Regions from separate parts of the Bos taurus genome. Here region 1 is linked to region 2. Evidence: chromatin contacts called from public Hi-C data. All regions are on one chromosome and are shown on one strand. Each heading gives the region's core, a stretch centred on a gene start, on an enhancer-like site or on the middle of the called end of the contact. The rest is flanking DNA. Distances are from core to core; before and after follow the strand shown.

Evidence for each region. A called contact is a pair of places that touch in the nucleus more often than the background predicts.
Region 1: a Hi-C map of skeletal muscle shows a contact between it and region 2, with 3 times the contacts expected there. The contact joins two enhancer-like sites. A contact is called at or near these places in 5 of 11 Hi-C or Micro-C datasets (blood, liver, skeletal muscle and 2 more).

The regions. Positions count from the first base shown.
Region 1 is chr19:23,386,509-23,391,144 of ARS-UCD2.0, reverse strand. All of the region lies in intron 8 of METTL16 (methyltransferase 16, N6-methyladenosine), which reads left to right. Among named protein-coding and RNA genes, the nearest start is that of MIR12041, 12 kb to the right of the region's middle. Within about 2 kb of position 2,039, at least 8 of the 102 cell types and tissues checked have an H3K27ac peak or open chromatin away from gene starts, as enhancers often do.
Region 2 is chr19:23,347,725-23,352,082 of ARS-UCD2.0, reverse strand. MNT (MAX network transcriptional repressor) reads left to right here. Exons shown (of 6, transcript NM_001206899.2): 6 at 1-1,222. Among named protein-coding and RNA genes, the nearest start is that of MNT, 17 kb to the left of the region's middle. Within about 2 kb of position 1,627, at least 57 of the 102 cell types and tissues checked have an H3K27ac peak or open chromatin away from gene starts, as enhancers often do.

The DNA of each region.
Region 1 (4,636 bases), core at 790-3,289, 39 kb before region 2:
TAAGTTGAGACCTTCCTTTAGCTTTGCTGAAACCCAGTACATGGTGGGTTTTACTAGGTCATAAATCAACTAAATCTGTACTGTCTTGTTTCCCTGAAGTTTGCCCCAAATGCTTACATCACAATGGAGAGGTTGTGAACCAGGCACAGTCCTGGAAGGCTGTCTGTGGTGACCATAAAACCTTTCTCTCTGAATCTGTGCAACTCAGTGATTCTGAATCAGCAAATGTAAATGAGTTGGAAATGCATCTTTTAGCAATTAAAAAATTCAAATACAAACACCTTGTGGGTATGATTTTTCTGTTGGACATTCCTGAAGAATTGAAATTGAAGTCTGTTTTCTTTTATCACTGCTGTTTTCCTAGAGTAGCTGTCTCCTAGGGTTCCTGTGGATGTAGAAATTGCCATTTGGGATTGCGGGCTTTTGATGTGTAAAACTCAAGAGATCATTCGAGTAAAGGGTCCTGTCTTGACTTTCAGATGAGCGCTGGAATATTGATGAGTTTTGAAGCTGGGTGATATAGTTCATTATCCTATTTTGTCTCCTTTGCATGTGCTTGACCGTGAACATTCTTCTGTAATTTTATGATCCACAAAATTCTCATTGTCCTCTGTGGTTGCTGCTATATGCAAAAGAAAAATGTTTTTGAACTGGTTAGCCGGAATAATTTTTCTAGGCTACGTAAGAGGTGGTAACAGAATAGCGTCTGTTTGTTCTCACTTTTCCCCTGCAAGAAGGATTGACTTCTGGTTGCCTGGAGCGGTCTGCCTTACCGTTCATGTACTCGTTGCTCAGCTTGAGCTGCCCCTGCCCACAGTATTTATGGAGGCCTCATACCTGGGCTTGTTCACCGTCTCCAGTCCCCTGTCTACACCATAGGCTTGTCCTGGGTGCTCCTCTCCCAAGGTCTTGGCCACGCTTTGTCTCCAGAGTCTCTCTTAAGTGTTGCTGTAACTGTGAGCCTCTTTCCTTCTCCTGTAGGGCAGAGGAGTAGAGATGTGCGGAAGTATGAGGGGACCGTTTGCAGGTATTTCTGAATACATGAGCTCAGATTTGAAACTGAGCCTTCCTTTCCTGTACTCTGCAGCTAGGTGTGCTGCTGGATTGAAATAAGTTGTCCCAGTCAAGTCTGAATGGCCTGTGTGATGGAAGCCCAGACTTGCCTCTGTGCCATGCAGTAGGGTGTCCAGAGGTTAGTGTTTGAAATACTCACTGATTACCAAAGATGGTTGTGCTTTTTTTGACCTCCCTGAGGGATTATCCTTTCTGTCATCCTCTAAATAAGAATACCAGGGTTTTCCCAACAAATGGTTAAAATTGTTAGCAATGCCTCAGCTTATCCCTATGCAGACGCTAACAGCTGCAGGAAAATGGAGCTGCACCTGTTTCCGAGTGCTTTCTGTTGAACCTGCTTTCCGCACTTGTTGGCACCACAGGCAGAAGAGCTGATAATGAGCTCTGGCACCCTCCAGGCCATCTCAGGGACCAGCGACACCCTTGCCCTCTTGGATTAACAGCTATTTCAGATCAGAGTATCAAAGAGCACTGTGTTTCTGTGGTAGTAAAACCAGCTTACTTTGAAAGGGAATCAGCTAAGCCTTCCTCCCTCCCTCCCTGTCTTTTAGGTCATCCTTGAGGCCTGTTCATAGCTTCAGCCATGAAAGACTGCCTCTTGCTTAAGGGCCCCAGGCTTCTGCCACGCCAGAGTACTCATCCCTCCACACCACTGCCCCCAACCCAAAGCTGTTAATAATGCATCCCCAAGTGTTCCATTAGGTGCACTTAAACTGCTACAGGGAAAACGGCAATTTCTGATTTGTGGTAACCCAGCAACAGTTTCTTAGCACTGGTGCCCTCGATCAGCAGCTGCTTTCCCAGGGGTCCCAGGGCACTCGGGAGGGCTTCAGTGGGCTGCCCTCTTGGTTCTCCTTCTCGCTACTTGGACCTCTCCCTACTCCCTGCTTTTTGAAGTGGTCACCTCATTCTCTCTTCTTGCTCCTGCGGGCTATGGCGGGGAGGGAGGAGCATGCTGCTTTAGGTGAGGAGAGGAAGCCAAGGACTGGAGCTGGTTAAGCAGAAACATTGACCTACTTCCCCGCCCCACCCCCATTCCCGCCTTTTTAGGGTAAATGTGCAAGTTACTATGGCAACTTCTGTTTTCACTTATCTCAGGCCTACTGGCTTGCTTCTGTTGGTGCTGAATGCTGAAAAATTCTAATTTGCTGCTGATTCAAGTGCCCACACTAAGCCCATTCCTCTTGTCTGGATTTATTTTAACAGCCAAAAGACGAGTCCTAGTGTTGATAAAATTGTGTCTGTTCATTTCCGACTGATGACAAATATAAGGAAGCATATCATAAGGACTGTTCCTTACAGAATTTTAACAAGCCGCTTAGAATGCCTCTTTGTCCGAACTTCTCGCATTGCTCAAGGCATTATTTTAGCTTTGCTTTGCTTTCAGGTGTTTGACACTTGTTAAAAGAAAAAGGGGAAATAATGTGACTCTAATAAATGGTATGTACTCTTGGTCTGAGCATTGCCCAGGAACTCTGGTTTTAAAAAATGAGCCCCCTCTGTTCAACACATTTCCTCTGAGCCTGGGTCTTTCTTGTCCAGGGAGTCATAACTAGAGGGCTTTCTGGAGAACAGATGGACGGAAGGGGTCAAATTAATTAGGTAGCCTTGTTAGTGTCAGAATGGGGTTCTTCTGACAGTGTTCCACTTCCTAGTCCACATGTACTCAAACTAATTCCAGATAGAGGAGGGATTCCGTGTAGGTGCTCAGGGGATGACACTTGGAGACAGGTATCAGGGTGGTACTTCAGGGCTCTCTCTCATTTTAGAGATCTCATCAGCAGATCTCTGGTCTGCTTTCGTCAGTATTATGTGTTGATTTTATTTATTGAGAGGATCCTCCTGTTAAGACATGGTTAGAGGGGATTCTCTGGCAGTCCAATGTTTAGGACTCTGCGTTTTCACTGCTAAGGGTGCCGGTTCAGTCCCCTGTTGGGGAACTAAGATCCCATAAGCTGCTCAGTGTGGCAAAGGGCAGGGGGAGGAAGGACATGGTTTGAAAACCAGTACTGTACCAGACTATAAATTATGCTCTAAAACAGATGTGATGGTTAGGGATCTGAGCTATTTAGCAAAACCAAAGTTAAGGTTCCTTCTCTTGTTACTTTTCTTATTGTGACGTTCATTGTGATAATACCAAAGAAATAAGATAGCATTTCCTATCGCTTACAATGATTAGCTTTACGAAAGAGAAGTATGGATACGAAAGTGCATATGAGTGAGTACTGAAATGAATGGTAGGAACCAGAATGGTGGAGAATTAGGCCATTCAGAAAAGAAAATAGTTCAGTCTGGGAGGACTTCATGGAGGAGGAATTGTCAATATCTGACTCATAGTTGGTGCATAGAGTATTTGTTGAGTGTTAAAAGGAATATGATGTAGAACTTCTACTAAGGAACAGCATTGCAAGCATAATGTTAATCGGTATAGTAGATTTCAAGCACCAGAGATAGTCTTTGTTGTGATGTGAATGCTTCACACACATTATGTTATTTTATTCAAACCTGACAATAATCAAGTGGGTGGTATTATCCCCACTTTTTAGATGACGAAATTGGAGACTAAAAAATCAGGTTGAAGCCTTGCTTAGTCTGATTTCACAGCCTAAGCTCTAAGTCACTGTGCTGCCCAAGGACTGCCCTTGGTTCCATTCTAACCAGGTATTACCTACTCAGCAGCCACCTTTCATGTAATGGTCACCTGGGTTCATCCTGAGCTCGCCTTTCAAAGAAAGGATGGCTCCTCAGTGGCTCCTTGTTCCTCCCAAATCTGTTTTTGATTTCCCTTCCATCCTAATCACTCCCTGTTTTCCTGATTGTGCTGCCTTCTACGGCATTAGAAGTTACACAGTCTTCTTATGATGCCAGGGTCATTGCTGACTGTCATTACAGCCTTTGGTCACAGCCCTTTCTGTGTCTGATCCTTTCTGTGGACTTCCCTTCACTGCAGCCCAGCTCAGTTCTAACTTCTGCATAAAGCCTTCTTAACCAATTCCTTCTTAACCATGCAGCCTATAGAAATCTCTCTGGACCTATCTTTATATATATTTATTTGTCTGTGCTGGTCTTAATTTCAGTATGCAGGATCTTTAGTTGCAGCTTTCAGGCTCTTAGTTGCTGCGTGTGGGATCTAGTTCCCTGACCAGTGATCGAACCGTGGCCCCCTGCATTGGCAGCACAGAGCTTTAGCTGCTGGACCACCAGGGACGCCCCTGGATTTATCTCTTTCAGTCATTTGTATTCTGCATGAACTTACTTCTGACATAGTTTGTTCTGTTATTTTGTTTAACAGTGGCATGGTGGATTACCCTAAAACTATTGCCGAGTGTATAGAAACTGTCTAGGTTGAGCAGGTTACTTCTCTAAGTTTTTGTTTCTTCATCTGTAAGCTGGGGGTTACTGATAGTACCCACCACTTCAGGTTTTGAGAATTAAATGTATATAACACAGTGCCTGATACATATAGTAGGTGCTCAGTAAAATGTATTGTGTTATCATTCCCCACCGTTCCCTCTCACCACCTCTGTCTGATGTCCCAGTGATGTTGAGCTGCCCTGATGAT
Region 2 (4,358 bases), core at 378-2,877:
GAAAACCTCCCTGGAGACTGTTTCTTGTCTCCCGGGGTGGGGAGACTTAGGGATACTTCAGAGGTTTCTAGGAGGTGATGCTGTTCCCCGCCCCCCACCCAAATGCAGCTCCCGCCTCACAAGCTTGCTGCCTTTCTGCACCTGCAGCCGCAGCCACTATCACCCTGTTTGGGGGGGAGCTGGTTTTACTCTTCCTGGTGTGATGACATTGGAAAGAGCAGAGAGAGAAGGGCAGGCCTGGCCCCCAGGAACAGAAGCACTGGCAAGCTGCCCTCCTCTCAGGCCTGCTCACCTTGAAACTGTTCTGTTAGCCAGTCGCCCCTCGGGCATGCACAGATACCTCATCCGCCCGCCGCCCCGTCCCTCCCTGCCCCCACCGCCGCAGTGGGGGGCCTCAGAATCTAGTGCCGAATGACTATGTCCAGATTGGTGACGATGGGTGTTGTTGCTGTTGTTTTTGTCGTTGTTCGTGAACGCTGTGATGCTGTGTGCCCGAGAGGGCAGCCGCCACCCAGCCCTTCCTTGGGCCTCTCCCCTCTGAGCGCTGTGGGGACCACATCTGTCCTCACCCCATGGGACTGCCTGCCCCTCCCCTCCCTAGCCCTTCCAGCCTGGGGGACGCACGTGTGTGCACGCGCGTGCGCACACACACACACACACACACACACACACACATCTTACCTCTCATGCGTGTTTTACTTTTTGATGTTCAGAGTGGCTCACTGGCTGGGAGTCTTTACCTCGGGGAGAGCGGGAGGTTGGTTCCTAGGGGGGCCAAAGAAGGGCAGGGAATTCCTGGAGGGGAATTAGGGGGTCACCATAACCCCTGCCCTCTCCAGGAACAGCTTCTTCTCCCCACCCCAGAGTCCCACCCCCACCCCCCACCCCCACGAAGAGGTGGCCCTTGTTTACAGTGAGGACTCGGTCACTGTGTCTCCGTTTCCTGAAATATAAATTGTAGCGACCCCAGACTGTAGAGATTTTTATGTGTTTGGATACATCTGCTGTGTGGGAAAAAAAAAAACAAAACAAAAAACTACAAAAACCCTAATTTTGTACATATTGTATTTTTACTATGGAACTGTATTCTAGTGGCTGTTCATGCTCCAAGACATTAGGTATTGAGACATGAATACTATCCATGTAATAAGCACTTGCCTGGAATAAAATATAAAATTGAAATAAACCTGCACTGAAACCCGAGACGGAGCTGCCACCTGCAGCATCTGGGTCGTTCTGTTGCAAAAGGAGGCAGAGACCTTGAGGGAAAGAGCCCCAGCAAGAAGCGGCGGCATCTTTTTCCTGTAGAGGGGTTGGGGTCTGGTAGATTCCAGGCTGGTGGGTTTTGCAAAGACAAGGGACCTTCCGTTCTAATCCCTGAGGCTCCATCCCCAACAGGCTCTGAGACCTGCAGCGCTGGTCTTCCTCATACTTGTGCAGTACGTTATACTTCCTCAAACCATTTTTCACAAACACTATCTTGTTTCATCTCTTAACAGCTCGGTGAAGTAAACAGACCAACAGCTAGCAGATAAGGAAACAGGTTTGAGGGTGGCTGAGTGCCTTGTTAAGGTCACGTGACCAGCCAGGGCCTGTCTGGAGCGGCAGTCCTATGTCAGCTGGTGCAGAGCTGTCCCCAAGCACGTGCCACCCTGCCCCTGGGCCTGTCCCTGTCCCGGAGCTGGGGAATCCCACGCTCCAGAAAGTTCCAGCACAAAAGCTGGAGGGTCTGTGCACAGGAGGGCCTGATGCTTCCTGAGAGGGGGCTGCACTCTTGGGGTTGTAGTTAGAACAGGTCTTGGGGGAGGCAGTGTGTGTGCAATCTATAAGGCTGTCCTTACAGGGTAAGGAACAAGAAGAGGAAGTAGGTCGGGGTCAAAGATCCATGTTCTAAGCTGGGCCTTGAAGACCTTTGACCCTATAACATCTTTTCTCCCCAGTGTAGAAAGAAGTCAGCCATTTGGCCGGCTGGCAGGTGGGGAGGTAAGGGAGAGTAAGGTCAGGGAGCAGTCAGCTGGGCCAAGCCATAGGCCAGCCATGTCCACTCTCTCTGAAACTGCAGCCCAGGGAACTGACTCCGCTTCTCTTCCTGGGGTGGGTCTGTCTGAGGTGTGTGGGGGCGTTATCTTGGGGAAGGGCCTGGTGGCCATCAATCACTTGAGGTCCCCTTCTCTGAAGACCTAATCTCAGGAAAGGCCAGGCCCAGTGCCCCTCCCTACTGCTTAACAAGCTTGCCTGCTCATTTCATTTGTGAAACGTTGGTTCCCTCTGCTGGTAGCTTCAGGAAGTGTTCGGTCACTTGCACTTGAGGGAAGGCCCAGGGTTAGGGAATCCTAACACACCTCAGTGTCAGATGCTGTGCCCAGCACTCGGGTCAGAGATGAAGACTCTGCCCCTGGCAGTGATGACCCAGTATCCTCAGGGCTAGAGTACCCTGCTCATGCTTCCTGCTCCTCCCTTCCCCACACTGAGCCCTCAGCTGACCCATCGTTTTGGCTGTGTGGTTCCCTCTGGCCCTAAAAGCCCAGCCAGGGGTCTGGGAGTGCCAGCACTTCTGGGTGGAGCAGAGAAGGGGTGGGAGTGTGTGAAGGAACCAACCACTTCCAGGCTAGTTCTCAGGGGTCTTTGGTGAGCTTTCAGGTGGTGTCAACAGCAGAGGGAATTTTTTCTTTATTTTTAGAGGAGTTATCTACAATGCTGTGTTTCTGGTATACAGAAAAGCAATTCGGATATAGATATGTACACACACACATACTTTTCATATTCTTTTTCATTATGATTTATTACAGGATATTGACTATAGTCCTCTATTTTATATATAGAATTTGTATCTGCTAATCCCAAACTAGTCTGTCCATCCCCTGTGCCCTTTCCCCTTTGGTAACTTAGTTTGGTGTCTGTGTCTGTGAGTCTGTCTTGGTTTTGCACATAAGTTCATTTGTATAGTATTTTAAGTTCCGTGTATAAGTGGTAGCATATGTTATTCATCTTTCTCTGACTTCAATTAGTATGATAATCTCTAGGTAAATGCATGCTGCTGCAAACGGCATTATTTTCTATGGCTGAGTAGTACATCGTGTGTGTGCACCACATCTTCTTTATCCACTCATCTGCTGATGGACCTTTAGGTTGCTTCCATGTCTTGCCTGTTGTGAATAGCGCTGCTGGGAACATAGGGGTGCCTGTATCTTTTCAATTAGAGGTTTTTCTGGATATGTGCCCAGAAGTGAGATTGCTGGATCATATGGCAACTCCACTTTTATCCAGAATCTGGATACTGTTTTACTCAGTGGCAGCACTATGAAGAACTATGATTACATTCCCACCAACAGTGTAGGAGGGTTCCCCTTTCTCCATACCCTCCCCAGCATATTATTTGTAGACTTTTTTTTTTTAAATTATTTTTCTGGCTGTGCTTCACTGCTACGTGCAGGCTTTGTCTAGTTGCAGAGAGCAAGGGCTGCTGTACGTTGCAGTGTTCTGTAGTTGGTACTCGTGGGCTTAGTTGCTCCTCAGGATGTGGGATCTTCCCAGACCAGGAAATGAGCCCATGTCCCCTGAATTGGCAAGTGGATTCTTAACTACTGGACCACCAGGGAAGTCCTATTTGTAGACTTTTTAATGATGACCATTCTGCCCAGTATGAGGCCTCACTGCAGTTTTGATTAGCTTTTCTTTGATAATTAATGATGTTAAGTATCTTTTCATGTGCCTATTGGCCATCATCTGTATGTCTCCTTGGAGAAATGTCTATTTAGGTCTTTTGCCCCTTTTTCAATTGGGTTGGCTTTTTTTGTTTTTTCACTTATGTGATCTGTTTGTATATTTTGGAGATTAAGCTCTTACTCGTTGCATCATTTGCATATATTTTCATTTTTTTATAGTTTCCTTTGCTGTATAAAAGCTTATAAGTTTGATTGAGTCCTATTTGTTGATTTTGCTTTTATTTCTATTGCCTTGGGAGACTGACCTAAGAAAACATTGGTATGATTTGTGTCAGAGAATATTTTGCTTATGGTCTCTTATTGGAGTTTTATGGTGTCATGTTTTATATTTAAGTCTTTAAGCCATCTGGAGTTTATTTTTGTGTAAAGTGTAAGGGAGTGTTCTAACTTCTTTGATTCACATGCGCTGTCTTGCTTTCCCAAAACCACTTGCTGAAGAAACTGTCTTTTCTCCATTCGCTTGCCTCCTTTATTGAAGATTAATTGACCATAGGTGTGTGGGTTTATTTCTGGGTTCTCTGTTCTGTTCCATTTATCTACATATCTGTTTTTGTGCCAATACCAGGCTATTTTGATTTATTGTAGCTTTGTAGTCTGACGTCTGTAGTCTGAAATCTGGGAGGGCAATGCCTC